Linked DNA regions of Sus scrofa: all the other regions are linked to region 3. Evidence: chromatin contacts called from public HiChIP or PLAC-seq and promoter capture Hi-C data. All regions are on one chromosome and are shown on one strand. Each heading gives the region's core, a stretch centred on a gene start, on an enhancer-like site or on the middle of the called end of the contact. The rest is flanking DNA. Distances are from core to core; before and after follow the strand shown.

Evidence for each region. Promoter capture Hi-C pulls out the DNA fragments that hold promoters and counts their contacts. HiChIP or PLAC-seq counts read pairs in DNA pulled down with a chosen protein or histone mark.
Region 1: a promoter capture Hi-C map of fetal liver shows a contact between it and region 3, with 5 times the contacts expected there. The contact joins the promoter of PARS2 here to the promoter of TMEM59 in region 3. A contact is called at or near these places in 2 of 5 promoter capture datasets (fetal liver and liver) and 1 of 2 datasets of contacts at active chromatin or transcription factors (skeletal muscle).
Region 2: a contact with region 3 is called in an H3K27ac HiChIP or PLAC-seq map of skeletal muscle, with 6 times the contacts expected there. The contact joins the promoter of TTC22 here to the promoter of TMEM59 in region 3. A contact is called at or near these places in 1 of 5 promoter capture datasets (fetal skeletal muscle) and 1 of 2 datasets of contacts at active chromatin or transcription factors (skeletal muscle).

What each region holds. Positions count from the first base shown.
Region 1 is chr6:157,586,202-157,590,406 of Sscrofa11.1, reverse strand. It overlaps PARS2 (probable proline--tRNA ligase, mitochondrial), which reads right to left and starts at 1,422. Exons shown (of 4, transcript XM_003127972.3): 1 at 1,325-1,422.
Region 2 is chr6:157,553,875-157,557,805 of Sscrofa11.1, reverse strand. TTC22 (tetratricopeptide repeat protein 22) reads right to left here and starts at 2,602. Exons shown (of 9, transcript XM_003356455.4): 1 at 863-2,602. The coding sequence starts at 1,423.
Region 3 is chr6:158,259,310-158,263,414 of Sscrofa11.1, reverse strand. TMEM59 (transmembrane protein 59) reads right to left here and starts at 1,422. Exons shown (of 8, transcript NM_001044558.1): 1 at 1,115-1,422. The coding sequence starts at 1,303. TCEANC2 (transcription elongation factor A N-terminal and central domain-containing protein 2) reads left to right here and starts at 1,583. Exons shown (of 5, transcript XM_005665408.3): 1 at 1,583-1,839; 2 at 2,490-2,632. The coding sequence starts at 2,531.

The DNA of each region.
Region 1 (4,205 bases), core at 173-2,672, 670 kb after region 3:
TAGCCTGGAACCTCCATACGCTGAGGGTGCAGCCCTAAAATGACAAAAGACAAAAAAAACAAAAAAACAATTCTCTGGGGAGTTCCCGTGTGGTTCAGTGGGTTACAAACCCAACTAGTATCTACGAGGATGCAGTTCAATCCCTGGCCTCACTCAGTGTAGGCTGCAGACATGGCTCAGATCCCAAGTTGCTGTGGCTGTGTAGGCCCACAGCTGCAGCTTTGATTTGACCCCTAGCCCAGGAACTTCCATAGGCTGCAGGTGTGGCCCTAAAAAGAAAACAAAAAAACAAAAATGATTCTTCAGAGTTACCAATTTTTTCTGTTATAACATAATCTACAATAAACAGAAGGGTTTCTTGTTACATATTTGGGAGAGATTTTCAGGAATGAATTACTGAGTCAAAAAGTATATAAACCCTTTCAAGGTTCTTGATTTATTGCCGAATAAAACGAGCACCTCTAATCTCCAGCATATCCTCATGGAGCAAAGCTCTCCAGCCTTATGCCGAGAATGGGTTACTGACTCCCCTCAGCTCTGGGAAGGTCAAATTCCCCAGGTGGTTCCCTCCAGCTTTCAGCGGCTTCACATCCCACAGCTGGTCCACTCCAACCTCAAGCAGCTTCATCTATTTCCCCCGGGCACTGTACAAACAGTATCATTTCCTATGTGGCCTATGACCTGAAAAAGGATGGGAGCCCTAACGTGACTGAGTAGAAAAGTGCAGACTCGGGAGGCAGGGCATGCTGGTTCACTCCTGGCACCACCACTTAAGGCCCCACCTCAGGCCCGTGGCCCAAACCAGAAACACCTTCCCCTTGATTCCTCTCCAAGTAAATGAGTCTGTCTGTAAGATTTCTTTCATGTGCACGCCCTTCTTTCCGTCTCTCACCTTCCTTCCCAACTCGGGTTTGGAAGTCCCTCAATACAGCCTGCTACATTCCGGTAGCCCCGTGGATCTGAAATTCAAGCAAGCATCCGAATCATCTGGAGGGCTTATTAAACACTGATTATGGGGCCTCATCCCTAGAGTTTCTGATTCATTAGGTCTCGGAGATTTCTAACAAATCCTCAGTTACAACGACCCGAGGCAGACAAGGGAGGAAGTCCTGCCCCCATTTCACAAGGGAGGAAACAGACTAGGAGACAAGCATAATCCAAGAGTTTCAGTGACTGTGACCCAGCCCCAATCCAAGGACCGGAGGCACGTGAGAAAACGGACGCCAGGGTTCTAGGTCTCGGCGTCCAGGACCGAGCGCAGTCTTTGTTCCGCAGCCTCCCGCCCTTCCCTCAACCCTCAGCCCTCGCTGTCACCCATGCTCACCAGGTTTACTCCCTGCCAACTCGGCCCGCGCGGCGACCGCCGTGCCCGACCAGCGCGCGTGCGCCGGGGGCGTATCCACGTCAAACTCCGCCTCCTGTCCTTACCGCCAATCACAAAGCCGTGCTCGGGGGACTGGCCCCACCCCACGCTAGAGGTTTGCAGGAAACTTAGCCGCGGAGAAAGAACATGCTCGTAGATTGGCCTGGGCAGCAATAAGTAAATCACCATCCGGGAAGTGCCCTCTAGGATTTAGGGAGGTGTAACTCTATGATCAAGGCCAATTTCCCAGGTTTTGAGCCTAAAGTTCCCACCCACTGCCAGGGCCCGCCCCACTCTCGGAATAGGAGACCCGCCTTGGATGTTGTAACTATGACAACAGCGGGCCAAGCGAGTTTGAATCTATCCTGCGATTTTACAGGCTTTCAATTTAAATAAATTAAAAAGTTTAAACAGTGGAAATGAAGCACCTTTATTTCATCTTTAAGACACTAAGACAAACTTTTATTCACAAAATATTTTTTGAACAGCTGCCGTGTCCCAGCCCCTTGAAGAAACGGGGAATGGTGAACAAAACAGACAGGGTTCCCTGCATTCAGTGTAGCTTACATTCTAGTCAATAAATCAATACAGTGAAAGTTAAAGGGAGGCCAAAGATCTCAGGGGTCAAGATAAGTGGTATTTTAATGCAATTAAGTTTTTAAAAATAATGCAAAAACTCCATGATGCACAAATGGTCAAAATTTTATGTAAAGACAGGACCCATTAGTCAGATGGTGTTAAATACTGTGAAGAAAAATTAATTAGACAAGGGAAAGCATTGGCGGTCTGTGGTTGCCATTTAAAATAAAAGGATCAAGGAAAGTCTGATGGAGTAGGTGACAGTTTAGCAAAGACCTGAAGGAGCTGAGAGGGCCTTGCAGATATGGGGGGGGGGAAAGAATGTTCTAGACACAGAGAACAAAAAGTGCCAAACGCCCTGAGGTGGGAGCTGTGTATCATATGACGCTACCTAACTGGTAACCGCTATAGTTTATTCAGCGCCTAAAATGTACACGACCCAGTGCAAGACCCTGGTGGTTCTGATACTGGCCCCAAGAAGCTCTCAGCCCACCAGGATCTGCCAGGAAAAATACTGTGTGATCCGTGGTGTAATAGGGTGGGCTGAGGGGGCTGAGAACAGTCCTCTAGGAATGCTGGGAAAGAGGGCTTCCCTGAGGAGGTGAGCTTCAAGCCGACCCTGAAGGATGAGTGGAGGTTAGCAACACAAGAATGGCAGTGGGAGGGGATTGGAAGGTCCAGGACACACGCAGGCCCTGAATCAGGAAATGATGAGCCAGTGTGAGGGGCGTGGGATGGGGTAGGGTTTACATCTTTGTTTCCCTCCGCTCCCAACACCGTGCCTGATAAACAAACCAAAGCAGTGGTTCTTAAACTTGACCGCACTGGGAATCGCTCGGTCCCAGCCCCACGATGCTGGTCTTTGATCTGGGGTGGGCCTGGGCATCAGTACTTTAGACTCCTCCTTGATCCTAACATGAAGCCTGGGCTCGATCCCTGGCCTAGAAGAAGGGCTTCAGATAGCCTGGTGCAGGGAGGGGAGATGGGAGACGCATGTCATCGTCCTGGTCTTACAGCCGAGAAAAATACAGCTTGGTGGGCTCCATGACTGGCATCTGCTCACCAGCTGGAAGGTGGGGCAGAACCTGGGCTGGACCTGAGCGCTTCTGCTCTAAGAGCATCATTCAGCCACTGCAGCCCAGCTCTGTGCTCTGGGCTTTCCCCAAAGAAGGCAGTCCCCAAGGTCCCCATGCCTCCTCTCTAGAGACAAAAGGAGAAAAATCTTCAGGATCCAACGCAGCCTTAGACTTCTCCTGGCTCTTTATGCACTTTCTTACATCCCTTCCAATCCTGGAAGAGCCAGGCATCCTTCCTCTGCACCCTGAGGTGTTAATTATTTCTCAATTAGTAGTTCCTGGCTCTAGAGCATAGTGGTGTGGAGAGGCCTAATGACTTGCCATGTTTATACACCCCCACATCTTCAGAGCACTTTACCAATGGTAACTAATTAGTGCTCACGACCCCCTTGGGAGGTAAGCCGAGAACTGCTGCCTTTTGCCGAGAGTTCGCAGGAGGCTCTGCAGACGGGAGCTGCAGGGTCCCCTCAAGCCAGCCATGGTCACAGTAGATTTGCTCCTCACTGAGAAAGTCCAGGGTGGTGGAGACCAGAATATAGTCCTCTCACTGCCAGTAACTTCCTGGGTGACCTTTCAATCAATTCATTGATCAGCCATTTATTGAGTGCCTTGAATTATAGAGTTCATTTATGATTAAAACCTCACAAGTCTCCTGGAGTTCTTGTTGAGGCTCAGGGCGTTAAGAACCTGACCTATTATCCGTGAGGATGTGGGGTCAACCCCCAGCCCTGCTCAGAGGGTTAAGTATCTGGCATTGCCATGAGCTGCGGTGTAAGTTGCAGGCATAGCTCAGATCCCAAGTTGCTGTGGCTGTGGCTGTGACTGTGGCCAAAAGCTGTAGCTCTGATTGGAACCCTAGCCTGGGAAATTCCATATGCCATAAGTATAGCCCTAAAAAGCCAAAAAAAAAAAAAAAAAACCTGAAAAAAAAAGAAATAGGAGTTCCTGTCGTGGCTCAGCAGTTAACAAATCCGACTAGCATCCATGAAGACACAGGTTCGATCCCTGGCCTCCATCAGTGGGTTAAGGATTCGGCATTGCCATGAGCTGTGGGCCGAAGATGGGGCTCGGTTCCTGAGTTGCTCTGGCTGTGGTGTAGGCTGGCGGCTACAGCTGGGATTGGACCCCTGGCCTGGGAACCTTCATATGCCATGGGTGCGGCCCTAAAAAGACAAAAAAGAAAAAAA
Region 2 (3,931 bases), core at 1,353-3,852, 710 kb after region 3:
CCGACTGCAGGGGCTCTGGTTACTGCAGAGGCACAGGTGTGATCCCTGGCCTGGTGCGGTGGGTTAAGGAGCCGGCGTTGCCACAGGTGTGGTTGGGATTCAGTCCTGGGTCCAGGCACGTCTATATGCCACAGATGCAGCCAAAAAAAAAAAAAAAAAAAAAAAAAAAAAAGAGGCAAAGAGAGTGGCAACGTGGGCTGTAAAGAGACCTGGCCCACAGGGGAACGACGGGAAACTAGTTATGACAAACACCTGGCTGGTAAGCAGCTGAAGGGCACGGCCAGCAAGACTGAGCAACATGACACTGGCAGCAGGGTGGAGGAGGCAGAAGGGTCAGGCCAGAGGACAGGAACCCAGGCAGGATGCAGGTGACCACACTGGAACAGGCAGGGAATGATGGAGGCTGGGCCAGAGGGGGAGGCTGGAGAGGAGTGGATTCGAGATAGGGATCTGGGGTCTGCAGTGTGTGGGGATGGTGGGTGAGGAGGGGAGAGGCGCTAAGAACGCTGCCTGCTTCTGTTGGGATGGGGGCTGCGCCTTTTACGTAGTGGGTGTGCACCGGTGTAGAGACAGGTACTTGCTGGGAGGAGCAAGATGAGAGGGATGGATTGGCGTGTTGAGTTTGTAGTGTTGCCAGAAAAAAAATCCAGGCAAGTTAACCGGCTAGGAAGGGGGTCCACGCCCTAGCCCTGCAGAGAAAAGCCATAAACCAGGTCTGGGTCCCAAGGAGGAAGAGGCGCCCTGCAAGGTATTCCGGAAGCCAGAGGGCCAGGGTGTGGGGAGAATCCAGGGGGCGGGGGCAACCCTGACGACTTCAGGAGCCGCGACCCCAGCCCTCTTGGCCTGGGAAGGGGTCACCCACCTGCTGTGCGTAGCCCAGCGCCTTGTCGTACAGGGCGATGCCGGCCTCCAGCACTCGCGCGCGCTCTTCCGGACCAGCGCAGCCCACATCGAAGCCGTGGGCGTAGCCCTGCTCCGCCAGGCAACGCGCGGCGCGGAGCTGGGGGTCTCCGGCGGCTCCGCGGTCCCCCTCCAGGCCCATGAGGTCTGCCAGCCGCCCGGCGCACGCCTCCTCCTCTTCCTCCTGCCCCAGGCGCCCGTACACGTGTGCCAGATTGGCCCAGGCGTTGAGGTTGCCCGGGTCCTCGCGGGCAGCCTCGAGGAAGCGCTCGCGGGCCTCGTCCAGCTCCTCCAGGTAGAAGGCGAAGGCGCCCAGGAGGTGGCGCACGGCGGGGCGCTGCGGGGCGGCCGCCAGCTCCAGCTCCTGCCGCAGGCCGTCCCGCTGCAGCTTCAGGTCCCGGGCGCGGAGCGAGGCCGGCGAGCGCGGCTCGAAGTTCAGCTGCATCTCCAGGTGGAAGTGGCCCGGGAGGTAGTCGAGGTCGTCGATGAGGGCGTCCAGGTCCTCGGCCGCGGGCTCTGCCATGGCTGTCTCGGGGCTCCCAGGCCTCGCCCTGGCCCCGGAGGCTGCAGTGGATGCGGGCGCCCCCCAGTCGAGCCTGGCGCGGGAGGCGAGGGTCAACACGCAGAGGGCCCGGGCGCAGCCACCTCGCTCCCGTCCTGGGGCGCCGCCCCGCCAGTGGGTGGGTCCGAGCGTTGGCTCCGGAGCGCCCTGTAGGTGTTTTCGCTTTCGCTGCTCAGCGGCTTTTTGACGCCTGTATTGCACAAGCAGGTGCGCTTGAAAAAACAGCTGTCATGCCAAATGCAGGGCGCAGAAGCCCAGGTATACAGCAAAGGGCGTGCTTTTACTCTCTCTGCTCAGCAAACCAGGAAACTGAAGCTCAGAGGAGAAAAAGGATTTGCTTAGGTCACAGAACTGGGTGTGCCCAAGTAGGCCTGGAACCCAGTTTGCTGAGCCCCAAGCCAGGCCCTTCTTTCCTGGCACACAGCTCCACCCTGTGTGAGCTTGCCGACTGGGAGAGTCAGGACTGGCCCTCCCAGCCACCCAAAGCCACCCTCCCTCCTGCTGCTGTCCCATCCTCCCCACAGTTCCTGAATGTTCTCCTTCCTCTGAATGGAGGCTTCCTTCCGCCATTATTTATCAGGCTTCCCCCCTTGGGGTTTCTCTGCCTTCTTTCTGCCCTGCAGTGGGCCCCCGCGGAAAGGTGGCGGAGCTCCATGTGCTGGTTCCAATTTCTCATAATGTGTGACCTTGACTGAGTGGCTGCATTACTTCACACTTCATTCTTTCTTCATCTATGACATGAGGGTGATATGCCCTTCCCCAAGGCCAGGGTAGATGGCGTGGGTAAACCTGGCAAGTGTCACTCTGGATAACTCTCAGCTCTCACTCACCCTGTACCCCACTAGTGGCCCAGTTTTCCTGCTCTTGCCAGTCTTCCCCCAGGATTGGCATCAGCCCCCCACCCTCTGGAAGACTGGGTAGTGCTCCCTGCCACAGGCTGCTAGTCCTCCAGGACTTGGATTTTGTAGCAGGTCTGAATCTGAGGCCCTCCCACTCCTCATTCCATCTGGGGCTGGGCTCTGGAGAGCCTGTTGCTTTAGCTTCTTGAAAAACAGAGTTGAATCTTCAGAAGAGGAAAGACAGCCCAATATGTAAACTTGGGGAAAAAATGTTTGACTTGAGCAATAAAAAAATAAAGTAGAACACTGAGTTCTCATCGTGGCGCAGTGGTTACTGAATCTGACTAGGAACCATGAGGTTGAGGGTTCGATCCCTGGCCTCGCTCAGCAGGTTAGGGATCCGGCGTTGCCATGAGCTGTGGTGTAGGTCACAGATGCGGCTCGGATCTCGCATTGCTGTGGCTGTGGTGTAGGCTGGCGGCTACAGCTCCGATTGGACCCCTAGCCTGGGAACCTCCATATGCCACGGGAGCAGCCCTAGAAAAGGCAAAAAGACAAAATAAATAAATTAGAACAACATCCTGGAGCTATTTTTCACCTGTGCTTTTAAATGTAAATTTTGATAACTTAATAAAAAATGTTACTATAAATTGCTGGTGATCAGGAGTTGAAACTTGTTTCCTTTTTATTGTCATAACATGATTTCTATAAAATTTACCATTTTAACCATTTTTAACTGTACAGTTCAGTCATATTAAGTATCTTCCCCTTGGCGTTCCTGCTGTGGCTTAGCGGTAACAAACCTGACTGGTATCCCTGAGGATGTGGGTTCGATCCCTGGCCTCACTCAGGGAGTTAAGTATCCAGTGTTGCTGTGAGCTGCACTGTAGCTCACAGACATGGCTTGGATCTGGCGTTGCTGTGGCTGTGGTGTGGGCCTGCAGCTGCAGCTCTGATTCAACCCCTAGCCTAGGAACTTCCACATGCCGCAGGTGCAGCCCTGAAAAAAGCAAAAAAAAAAAAAAAAAAAGTCGCATTGAGCAACCATCACCACCATGCATCTCCAGAACTTTTTTTATCTTCCTAAACTGAGACTCTGTACCCATTACGTAACTCCCCATATCTCCCCTCCCCATCCCTGGCAACCATTGTTCTAGTTTCTGTTTCTATGAATTTGACGACTCTAGGTACCTCATATGGTGGAATAACAATACAATATTTGTCCTTTTGTGTCTGGCTTATTTCACTTAGCAGAATGTCAAGGTGCATCCACCTGGTAACTTGTGTCAAAATTTCCTTACTTTTTGGTGTTTTCCCTAGTGGTTAAGCATGTGAAGGATCTGGCATTGCTGCTGTGGCTCTGGTTACTGCTGTGGCACGGGTTCGATCCCTGGCCCCAGAACTTCTGCATCCCGTGAGCACAGCCGAAAAGAAAAAAAAAAAACAAACAAAACAAACAACTCCCTTCTTTATCTAGCAAGTCACACATACTCTTCAATGCTGAGTTCCTGGAGGAATCCTCCTCCTCCAGGAAGCCTTCCCAGACCTACCCACTCACAGACTGGATCAGAGGTCTCCCTGGCCACCCTGTGAAGTCACTCCTTCCTCCACTAAACTCTCCAGGAAGGGA
Region 3 (4,105 bases), core at 173-2,672:
AAAAGCAGTAAACAGACATATGGGTAGTGAGAGCATTTACACTTTTCATTTCAAAAGCCTGAAAGTGCATGCAAACATTTTAAACCTGTCCCCCGTAGTCGCTTTGTAGTTTGAGAGAGCAAAGAGGGCTAGCATACAACATAGGGAAGCTGAAGGAAGAACAAGGGCAAAAAGACCAGCAAAAGCTCTTACGAAGAAAGGCCGTGGGGGGAGGGGCATGAAGCCAAATTATATATTCGGAAGGGTGGAGGAAGTCACTAAGGCAATTTAGAATGTTGAGCCAACAGTTTTTTAAGAAGCTGCAAAAACAACTTGAAAAGGGGAATTGAATTAAGGACAGAACCCGTGGGCAAAGGGTGAGGGAGAGGAGGAGATAGGGTCATTCTCTCTATAAGCTGAGATCCCCTGCGAGGGGCACTCTCATTTCGTTCCCACTCCACGAATTCCCTCTGCCTTCTGCTGCACTGCACGTTAAGTTCTCTGAAAGCAGAAACCTAACTGCTTTTTCTCTAAACCACCCCAGCCCCCCCGGGGGGGGGAGGCGTCTTGCACAGTTATTCAACACAGACGGAAGGCCCTTCCAGTGCAGTCTCCCAACTCTTTCTTAATACATTTCATTCTATGGTGGAAATGCCTACTTGTTTGACTCCGGGAACAGAGAGCACGCTCCCAGCCCTAAGACGCGCTCAGGGAACAGGCATTGAGAACAAACCTTTGGTGGACTGCTGTGGCTGCTCCTAGCCCTCTCCTTCCCACCGCTCCCCTCCCCCCCACCATCCCCGACTCCCCTGGAAGGTGAGGAGCTCGCATTAATCCTCCAGATCCTCCTCTCCCTCCGAGCGTACGTCTCCCCTGCCGCCCCGCAAGCCCCCAGAAGAAAGGGGTCCTGTCTTGCTTATTTTTGTGTCCCCGAGCCTATTATAAGGTAGGTGCGGCACAAACTTCCGGTAATCACAGCAGGATCGGATTGCGGGTAGGATTAGGGAAGAAAACAAGAACCACACGGATGAGAGACAGCGGCTGAAGGATGGACTGAAGAGCCAAACTCTCAGAACCGACAGCGGACAGATGAGCGGCCAGGGAGGGTTGTTAGCCCGGTTCGGACGGGCCCTACCTTGGGGTAGGTGTGCAAGGGGTAGGTCAACTGACAGGCCCGGTGACAAGATGCCGTATCACCCAAGACCGAGTCAAACGCTTCAGCGGAAGCAGTCCCTGGGCCTCCGGCCAGGGCCATGGTCAGCAACAGCAGCGGCAGGAGCCCCAGTTGGGCCCGGACCCAGAGGCTCCCTTTCGGCGCCGCCATTTTGTTTGCCTCTGTCACAGCAGCTCAGCTTGTTGCTGTTTTCTTTTCAAGGTTTCCTCCTCCTTCCAGGACCAGCCCCTTCCCCGCCCAACGGGCTGCTGCTTCCGCCTCCGCGGTCTACTCAGCCCCGCCCAGACCCGCCCGAATCTGCTGCCTTCCGCCGCACCTCTAGGTCTATAAACTTCTAGGTTGGCCAGAGGCGGTGCACCCAACTCTCGCGAGTGCTAGAGCGAAGCGCTCCTTCCCTCCGCGGGGCACGCTGGGGCATGTAGTTCTTCGCAAGCGGGAGACGCACGGTGGGTCGAGAAAGTTGGTCTAGGAGAACTACAGCCGTCTTAGAAACGCCCGAACTCGCCCCTTCGCGGTGCACTCTGGGGAGTGTGATTTGGTTTAGCCGCTCCCTCCCGCGTTCCGCCTTGGAGCTCCGCTGGCGGGTGCAGGCTTTTCCGAAAAAAAGGAAAAAACAAAACAAAACAAAACAAAAAACCACGGCGGTGGGAGGAAGCGTCGGCTTAGCTCTCACCCCCACAGTCCAGGTTTGGGCCCTCAGAGGGTGGGTTCTGGAGGGGTCCGGCTGCTTGCAGGGCTGCTTTTCCTGGTGGGTCTCACAGGACATCGTTGTTAAGCTTCCCCTCTGGGCTCCTGCGTGCTGAGAGCAGAGGAAGATGGTGTTTCCCTTTCCTCTAGGGTCCCGAGCACGACAGTCTTGTTTAGGGTCCTTTGACCACCCAGCAGGTCCTGGAGATGACTGGTTTTTGTGAGGACCGGCTGGTTACTAGGGAAACTCTTTGGATTGTGACTTTGGTGGGGTGGTTATTAAGAGAGCTTCATTGAACCCAGGGGAACTCTAACCTGCCACAACCCAACCTAAGATGGAATAGGCTTTTCAAGTCACCAGGCTCCAACCCTGGTCCATTGTTGGAAGGCCCCGTGCAGCGTGCACTTCTGAAAGCTGGACATCTCCTAATTCAGGAAGTAAGACCGGTCGTTGTATACGGATTCAGTTTTTAGGAAGATGTTTCTTTTACATCTTCTTAAAAGAGGAAATCTTCCTGTAAATTCCAGTCAAGGGTCCTCTTAATTCAGGAATGCTTTCAGAGTTATAGAACCCAATTGGGTCACTTTAGGGAACTCACATCACAGAAGTTTTGATGAGGTTTTAGAATCTGCCCTCTTTCTTGAGCAGTACACGGTGCAAGCACGTGAAGGTAGTTGGAGTTCCTAGCAATGGATAAATTTGTCATTCGAACGCCCAGAATCCAGAGTAGTCCTCAGAAGAAAGATCCTGGAGGAAAGATTTACAAGCAGGCCACCATTGAATCTCTGAAGGTGAGAGGGGCTCTGGGAGTGGAGAAAATGTGCCAAGGACTATAATAGCAAGAAGGTCTGGAGGAATTCTACTATGGAAGATCTATGAATTATTTTTGCTATACGTCCCCCCAAATTGTTCCTGACCACTCCTAATTTGTTTCCCTCATAGTCTGTTTATCAATTCCTGCACTCCCTTACGCCTTTCTAATTACTTTGGCTTTGTGGTGTGTTTTTCCAGCTCGTAAGATAAGCCCCCAAAGTTACTCTTTTTTTTGCAGAATTTTCTTGTCTGTTAAATGGAATATTCATGTACCAGGTATGAGTCTGTGTAACCCTGTGCAAACTCAGTAAGACTGAGTGATAGTACAGTTCCCTCGTATCTTGTTGGACAGAGCAGTGTCACATGGCCTTCACAACTATAGTTCAGACTAGAAAAGAGACTGTTTAAATGGACTCTTTGCAACCTCAAACTGATTTCTGTTAGCAAGGAGGAAGTAAGGTATAAATACAGGATAGACAACCAAGAAGGAATCAATGACTCTAAAGTACCCAATTAATGGTCATTATTACTTCATTAAAAACAAAAAACTGGACTTCCCTGCTGGCCTACCTATTAAGGACTCAGTGTAGTCACTGCTGTGGCTGGGGTTTGATTCCTGGCCTGGGAATTTCCACATGCCGCAGGTGCAGCCAAAAACAAACAAAAACCCCTCACCAAACCAAAAAGTTCTTTTTTAAAAATCAAAGTTTAGTTGATGTGCAGTGCTGGGCCAATTTCTTTGTATGGCAGTGACCCAGACATACATATATATACATTCTTTTTCGCATGTTATCTTCTATCATGCTCTGTCACCAAAGGTTGGATATAGTTCCCTGTGCTATACAATAGGACCTCATTGCTTATCCATTCTAAATGTAGTAGTTTGCATCTACTAACCCAGTGGGCCAATTTCTTTGTATGGCAGTGACCCAGACATACATATATATACATTCTTTTTCGCATGTTATCTTCTATCATGCTCTGTCACCAAAGGTTGGATATAGTTCCCTGTACTATACAATAGGACCTCATTGCTTATCCATTCTAAATGTAATAGTTTGCATCTACTAACCCAAATTCCCAGTTCATCATCCCACTACCTCCCCCTTCTCTTGGCAACCACAGGTCTGTTCTCCATGTCTGTGAGTCTGTTTCTGTTTTGTAGATAGGTTCATTTGTGCCATATTTTGGATTCCACATATAAGTGGTATCATATGGTATTTGTCTCTTTCTGACTTACTTAGTATGAGAATTTCTTGTTGCATCCATGTTACTGCAGTGGCATTATTTTGTTCCTTTTTATGGCTGAGTAGTATTCCATTGTGTATACATACATCCTAATCCATTCATCTGTCGATGGACACTTAGGTTGTTTCCAGGTCTTGGCTTTTGTGAATAGTGCTGCTATGAACGTGCAGGTGCAAATATCTTTTTGAATTGTGGTTTTGTGT